Regions from separate parts of the Gossypium hirsutum genome. Here region 1 is linked to region 2. The links are chromatin contacts, called in public Hi-C maps. All regions are on one chromosome and are shown on one strand. The core of a region is the stretch at or near the end of the contact, and the rest is flanking DNA. Distances in the headings are between cores, read along the strand shown.

Evidence for each region. A called contact is a pair of places that touch in the nucleus more often than the background predicts.
Region 1: a contact with region 2 is called in a Hi-C map of leaf, with 2.6 times the contacts expected there. The contact joins the promoter of LOC107931227 here to the promoter of LOC107925676 in region 2. A contact is called at or near these places in 10 of 34 Hi-C or Micro-C datasets (callus, hypocotyl, leaf and 1 more).

Annotation. Positions count from the first base shown.
Region 1 is chrA12:85,737,970-85,741,803 of Gossypium_hirsutum_v2.1, reverse strand. It overlaps LOC107931227 (U3 small nucleolar RNA-associated protein 14), which reads right to left and starts at 1,607. Exons shown (of 12, transcript XM_016863042.2): 1 at 1,035-1,607; 2 at 131-618. The coding sequence starts at 463.
Region 2 is chrA12:85,609,048-85,612,767 of Gossypium_hirsutum_v2.1, reverse strand. It overlaps LOC107925676 (mediator of RNA polymerase II transcription subunit 28), which reads left to right and starts at 1,512. Exons shown (of 3, transcript XM_016856388.2): 1 at 1,512-2,012; 2 at 2,220-2,332; 3 at 2,427-2,736. The coding sequence starts at 1,844. The coding sequence ends at 2,561. LOC107925675 (U1 small nuclear ribonucleoprotein A) reads right to left here. Exons shown (of 5, transcript XM_016856387.2): 5 at 3,151-3,630. The coding sequence ends at 3,343.

The DNA of each region.
Region 1 (3,834 bases), core at 358-2,857, 130 kb before region 2:
CTTTGGAAAGTATAGAATTCCCTAGTAGGGGTTATATGACTTAGGCTATCCAAATTCCATACCAAAATAAAATTATACTGAAATAAAATTCACTTATGCACTTCAACGAGCTAACAATAGAGAAACGAACCTCAAAATCCTCAGGTAGCTCATACTCATAGTTCTCGACAGGATCGAAACGGCGGTTCTTCCGGGACTCTTCTTGTGGAACTTCTTCCTCATACTCATAAACATCGTTTCCAACATCTAAATCGATACCGTCATCACTATCGGAAGCTATTTTAGGGTCCAGGCGATCAAGCTCCGTTCGTAGCGCAGAAGGCAAGCGAGGACCTTTCCCCTTCTTTCGCTTATCGTTCTTGTTTTTCTTCATCGGTCCTTTGGAGTTGGAATACTTTTTGAACTTCTTGCTGTTTCCGGATTCACCGCCAACGGCTCTCTCTTTCCGCTTTTTAACTGCCATCGTATTGGCAGTGTCTCAAATATCGATGCCGCGGGTCGCTATTTTGCGATATCGGCACCGTCCGCCGCTAAAAATATCTCAAAAGGCGGTGTAACGGAAAATAGCGGCGATAAAGTTATCTATTTCCGCTGAAAGGATAGCTTTAAAACAAATTTCTGCTTCTCACCAAAGTCAACAGAGAGAGAAAAAATGAGATGATACGAAGAAATAAGTAAGGAGCAGTAGGATCGAAAGCTGAAAATAAAAAATAGCAGAGTGATACAGATGCAGAGGCAGGGAGCAGATATTGGACTCTTAAGTTTAGGGTTGAAGGGATATGAGGGCGGGTCCCGACAAAAAAATGATACGACTTTTTATTAAAATTATTCGATTTTGAGCTCAGTTGGGTCGGATTCAGACTGGGCCGATACAAAATTTTAAGCTATTTTTGGGCTGAGCCCGGGCATGGGCTTAATATGAAAGAGTCATATAAAAGCAAAATCATGCCATTTAAGTACACATTTTAATTCGTTCAAGATTTTTACTGGTTTAATAAATATATTAGATCATATCCAATTAAGCAAGCTCTTACCGAAGGAAGTTGGTAATCCGATCAAGACATTAACATGATCAGCTTCTAGTTTTGTTCGTTGAGTAATATCGTCGAAAGTTGGTGACCTGACAAAAACGAACTGGAGAAAAAGAACTTACTAGAAAGGGCCTTGAATCCAAAATCAAATCGAATCGAAGATTTTGAAAAAGGAGAAATAAAGGGGCGACTTAAAATGGGTTGACAGTTGGAGACAACCCTTGACGACGATTTGATGGCGATGAAAGCTCACGGCTAAGGTTTCAAAACAACATAGAAGGCTCCTTTTCTTGGTTAGCTTTGCAGAAGGCTTAGTTCGACAGAGAAGTGAAAGGTTTTGTTGTTAGTTTATCTTCATTTGAGTGAATAAAACAATAGAAAAGGGTAAGACCAAGACTTTAGAGGGCTCAAGAGCGGCCCAAATCTTGTAGTTTCTAATCAACGAAGTTTCCAGGCAGTGGGTATTATTTTCTTGCTTTAACTTCATTGCCTTCGTTCTTTTTGGTGGAGCTAACATAAAATAAACCAAAAACCGACGATCCAACCGTAGATGCTCCACGATTGTTTTTAGGGATTTTTGGAACACTATCGAATCATAAGAAGAACTTTCATCATTTCAACCAACATACGTGTAACAACATTAATTTCTCTTTGAAATCTGCTTTATTAATTTGCTTCCATTAAGATCTCATTATTATTAGTATTTTTGTGATTGTTGACTTCCTCATTCGGTCTAAAAAATGAGTTTAAAATTTTATCTAAAATTATTCTAAATTAAAAATACTAAATTCGAGTTTAACTTAGCCTGTATGTATTTAGTTTTTTAGATTATTTTTATGTAAAAATAAATTTTAAAAATATGTTGGAAATTCCAGGATAGCATAAATAAGGGAGAATAAAAACATGAGCAAAGAAACCAGCTAAGAATAAAAATAGCTTGAACTTGTTAATCAAAGTAATTTTCAATTTCATATTGAACTACGAATAGCTCCTTGACATAAAAATATACCATCAACTTAACATAATAGGGTAATCAACCCATCACTATAATTCCTTCTACATGTTATCCACATGTAACCAATGATCACATCCGCCTACTACATTTAATTCATCTAAAAATCATGAGTTGGGTTGGATTAAGTTTGAGTTAGGATGATATAATATATCTAAATTAATTTTTTAAGTTTAAGTTTGACCCTATTCAAAAAATAAACTTATTTTTTTACCCAATCTCAACTAGATTAAGAAAGATAAATTCAAATTTGGTCTAACCCACTCATATTTGATTTTTTATATTAGTTTTTATTTTTAAAATAATATAATATATTAAATGCATTAAGAAAATATTAAAATAAGAATTTTCTAACACGTTAAAAATATTTATATTAAAAAACACTAACATAAATATAATAAATGTTATATTGTATTAAATATGATTTTTAAAATTTTATATTTTGAGTTAGATTATTTAGTTGGATAATCTATTTTTAGGTTTTAGATAATGAGTTTAATTGTTATTGAGTTCAAGTTGAGCTCGACCCAAAAACTCTTACCAAAGATCCTACCCATATATGAAATGGATTTTAAATTTTATTCAATCCCATTTCTTAGGCATTGTATTTTTATTCAAACTTTTCTATTTTTCAAACATACCTTCGAGTCAACATAATAATAATATAATTTCTTTCTAAAACTATACCAAAAAAATTAATAAGAGTAAAATTGGGAAAAAATAGTATTATATATAAATTAATCAAAACATGTTTAACAATGATGGATGAGAAAATAAAAGATATAGCCATTGAAATCATATTAGTTTTGTTATCTTAATCATCAATTAATATAAATTTTATTCTTTTTTGGTGAGATATTATTTGAATACGACTGGGAATTTTCTTTTCTTTAAAGAATCATTATTTTTCAATGTTCTACTCTTTTTGAAAAATATTTAACTTAACAATCTTCGTTCTATTTTTTTCTTGTGATTTTATTTAGATGTTATTCGATTAAAATATGGATGATTTTTATAGAAATAAATTTTAATTTTAATTGCTATATAAATTCAAGATTAATTTTTTTTTGTCAAAAAAAATAAGCTGATATTTATTAATTAGGCTCAAGAAAATGGAACTGAAAAGTAACCAACAAACAGCAAAGTAAACGACAAACTAAATAGACCAGTTGTCCAGCATAAAAATAAATGAGACCTAGAAATTAACAAACAAAATTAAAGCAAAAGAAACCCCATGAGCCTGCAGAAGCACCGTTTCAACATCCAATATCAGCCAACCAGCTCTCCTCAACACCTGCCACTGTAACATGCAACCAAGAGCAAACGTCACTTTGCAATCTAAAAAATGGAGATTCAATGAACTTTCTCCATCCTCAAAGCGAACAAGCAAAACTCAGTTCCTCTGAACCAATTGTAATTTTTTATTGTTTGTTTAGTCATCAATTATAAAAATAAAAAAAAAATTAATTTTTCATATTTTTTAGCTTTAAACTTATGTTTTTTGTCAAATCAATCTAAAATGGATAGAAAAGTTAACCTTTGTTAATTTTACTAATGTGCCGTACACGTGGATTGCCATGTGGATGGCACATAAACATTTAATTAAAATTTTAATATTTTAATATTTTTAAAGTTTAAAAAATTAATTAAATGCTTACATATCATTCACGCAGAAATCCACGTGTATGTTAAATCATGTAAAGTTACTAAACATTTACTTTTCTATTTATTTTAGGGTAATTTAACAAAAATATAAATTTAAAGGTTAAAAAAACGAAAAATTAAATAAAT
Region 2 (3,720 bases), core at 263-2,762:
AATTTAATAAAATATAAAATTAGATTTTTTTCTAATTTTAGTTTTTACAAAGTCAAAAGAAATCTTATGAGTCCTTGGCTATTTTCACATTTTTTATTCAGCCCCACTTTATTGATTGTGTTGTGAATTGGTCCTTTTCTGCTCATTTTTAACTCACAGCATCCCAATTGCATCTTTGACAAGATTAAAACATAAAACCACTAATTCAAGAGGAATCAATTCAAGAATTAACCAATTAAACACAAAAAATCATGCAAATTTAACATGTTATCATTTACTAATATTTATGAGACTTTACCAAAATTTCTATGATTACCAATATTTTTAAATTTTCTAAACCCCATTTCCCATACCAAGTCTTGACAATTACCAAAATTTCTATTGTCTTACCAATATATCTAACAATTTACCAAAAATTTTAAAGATTTACCAAAATGTCTGATGAGTTACCAAAATTTCTATCATTTTACTAATATTTATAAGATTTTACCAATATTTTCAAAATTTCTAAACCCTATGCCAAGTCTTAACAATTACCAAAATTTCTATGACTTTACCAAAATATTCAATGATTTACCAAAATTTCTAATGATTTACCAATATATCTAATGACTTGCTAACATTTCTAAGGATTTATCAAAATATCTATCAATTTTCGAGTAAATCTATCGGTTTACCAAAATATCTAATGATTTAACAATATATATCTAACGGTTTACCAATATTTTAAAGGATTTATAAAAATATCTAACAATTTACCAAAATTTCTAAAGATTTATCAAGATATCTAACAATTTACCAAAATTTCTAATGTTTACCGAAATATCAAATGATTTATCAAAATTTCTAATGTTTTACTAAAATTTCTATCAATTTACCATTATTTATGAGACTTTACCAAAATTTCCAAGTTTTTACAAATATTTCCAAATTTTCTAAACCTTATACCAAGTCTTAAAAACTACTAAAATTTCTATGACTTTACCAAAATATCTAAGGACTTATTAATATATTTAATGATTTATTAATGTATCTAACGGTTTATCAAAATTTTTAAGAATTTAGTAAAATATCTAACGATTTTCCAATATTTCCAAAGATTTACCAATGTATCTAATTATTTACTAAAATATCTAACGATTTACCAAAATTTCTATCGATTTATCAATATTTATGAGACTTTACCAAAATTTATAAGATATTACCAATATTTCCAAAATTTCTAACCCTATACCAATTCTTAACAATTAATAAAATTCTTAACTTCACCAAAATTTCTAATGATTTTAGCAAAATTTATATGAATTTATCAATATTTCTTAGGATTACCAAAATATCTAGAAATTTTATCAATATTTCTATGGACTTACCAACATTTATATGAATTAATCAAAATATCTAACATTTTACCAAAATTCTTAAAACTAAACCCTTAACCATTTTGTTTAACCCACAACCAAAATATCTAGAGACTTTTTTATTTAGGAGCCCATAGTAGAACTACTCACTACATTCTGCAGCTTTCCTGCTAATAATGGCGCGGGCAGCCCTTTTTCTTCTGTAATCAATTTTCACTTAAAAAATATTTGAAAAAAACTGCTGGTCGTACGTGGTCGTTTAAGGTTGAGCATAAATCATGTGGATCAACCTTTACGGAAACGGGGCCGAAAAAGAAAGCCCATTGAGAAATGCAGATTCCAGTCGGGAGAAAAACTGAAAGAAATTGAAGTTTTGTAACCCTTTATTTGGTCGTACAGAAGAAAGGGGGGGATGGAGGGGGAACGTTAAACCCTAGACATTGTTAAGAGTGAAATTAAACGTGTGTTTGTTTGGGTGAAGAATAATGAGTGAAAGGCAAGAGCTTCAACCCGATCCACAGATTCAATCGCCCCAGGGTTCATCAAGAGATGACATGATTTCCTGGGTGGTGGCGTTAGAGACGGCTTTGCTCCCCTGCTTGCCAGCCAGAGAGCTTCAAGCTATCGACCGTTCTCCGCACCCTTCTCATCAGAGTCAGTTGCCTTCTCTTTTTCATTCCCCCCCCCCATTTACTTTCGATATTTGTTCCTAGTCAAACAGATACTGCATCAATTAATGAAATATATAAATAGATGCCCTAAATTGAAGTTTTCAGTGTTCTAGAGTATCCCATTTCCGATGCTTGGTTCCTCCTTTTTCTTTTTTCTTTTAAAGGGTGTTTACATTTGTAATTGCTGTAGTTGATGTGGAGAGACATGCTAGAGATTTCATGGAAGCTGCCAAGAAGCTTCAGCTATATTTCCTTGGCTTGCAACGCGAGGATCATCCAACCAAGGCTGGAATGCTCAGAAAAGTAAACCCATTAAACTTCTACTACTATAGATGATTGATGTGCGTGATTTATTGATGAATCCTCCGCAAAGAACCCTAATTTGACGTTGTAACAGGAGATTGCAACAATGGAAGAAGAGTTGAAAACGAAGACGGAGATGATGAAGAATCAGGAGAGACTGATCCAGGGATGGAGGAAGGATTTGAGTGACCAACTGGACCAACACACTACTGAACTGGAGAGAGTATAGTTATTGGCGATACTTGTGTGCTAATAATCTCTGGGGTTATATTTTGTTTGAGATTGATCTTAGTGTCTAGCTTTACCACCAATCATCATGTTGCTTTGTACTGGCAGTGAAGCATTATATCTGCTGCTTGTGTAACTGCAGAAAGCACAATTAATACAATCCTTCCATATACTAATTTTGCCCATGTGAGTTATACTTGATATAATCATATTTGGATCTAGGAATAGGATTGCATTTTGCCTTACTCAAAAATAAGCAATTTGATTCCTGTTTGATTCCTGTTTGTTAGATTAAAGAGTAATTTTAAATGTAACGATCAATTTGTTTTTTAATTTAATATATAAAAATTAATTTTTTTATTTTTTAAGTACAGAGGGCAAAATACAATTTGAAAAGCATATGATAGAGCGTGGAACTCTTTGTTTCAGTGATGCAACTAAAGAAATGAAGTTGATTTTATCTGCTTTGGCAGGAAAAGGAGCACCAAACAGCACAAATCTGTATGTATACAAAGATAAATAATCCAAAGTCAAATCAAAAGCTTAAAATATGAACTCAAAACGAGGTAAGCATAAAAAAGACAAGTAGAAAAGGGAAATTGTTGCAGAACATTAACTGATCAACAATCTACAATTACAATTCTCAAGTTCTAGTTAAAGATACTATATCACAAAAACAGCTATTAGATTTGAATGGCAATTGGCATCTAATTGGCCACCCATACACTCGGCCCTTCTCAAGTTGGAAGCAACATAAAAGGACCCTTTGGGTCTTTTTTTATCTACTTCTTTGCGTAAGTAATCAACATCTGGTTTTGCTGTATCTTGAAACCTTGCAGTGCCTGCATAGCGACGGTTGATTGCATCTCATTTTCATACTCGACAAAGGCTATACCTGGTTTTGTTTCCACTGTTCTGACATCCTTTAAACCGGGGTATTGATTGAAAAGCATTTGTAGCATCATTGTGGTTGCATCATGAGGAAGATTCTGAACAAACAGGATGTTATTTGGTGGTGCAGGAGCTTCTGGAACAATTGGTCTAGCACCCAGGTAGGGTAATTGTGATAGCTGTAGCATTTCAGAGAAAAGATAGGAGCAAATAATGAGAAACATATGCAGGCCTAACCTTAAGCAAAAGGACCAGTTTCATTCAATTAC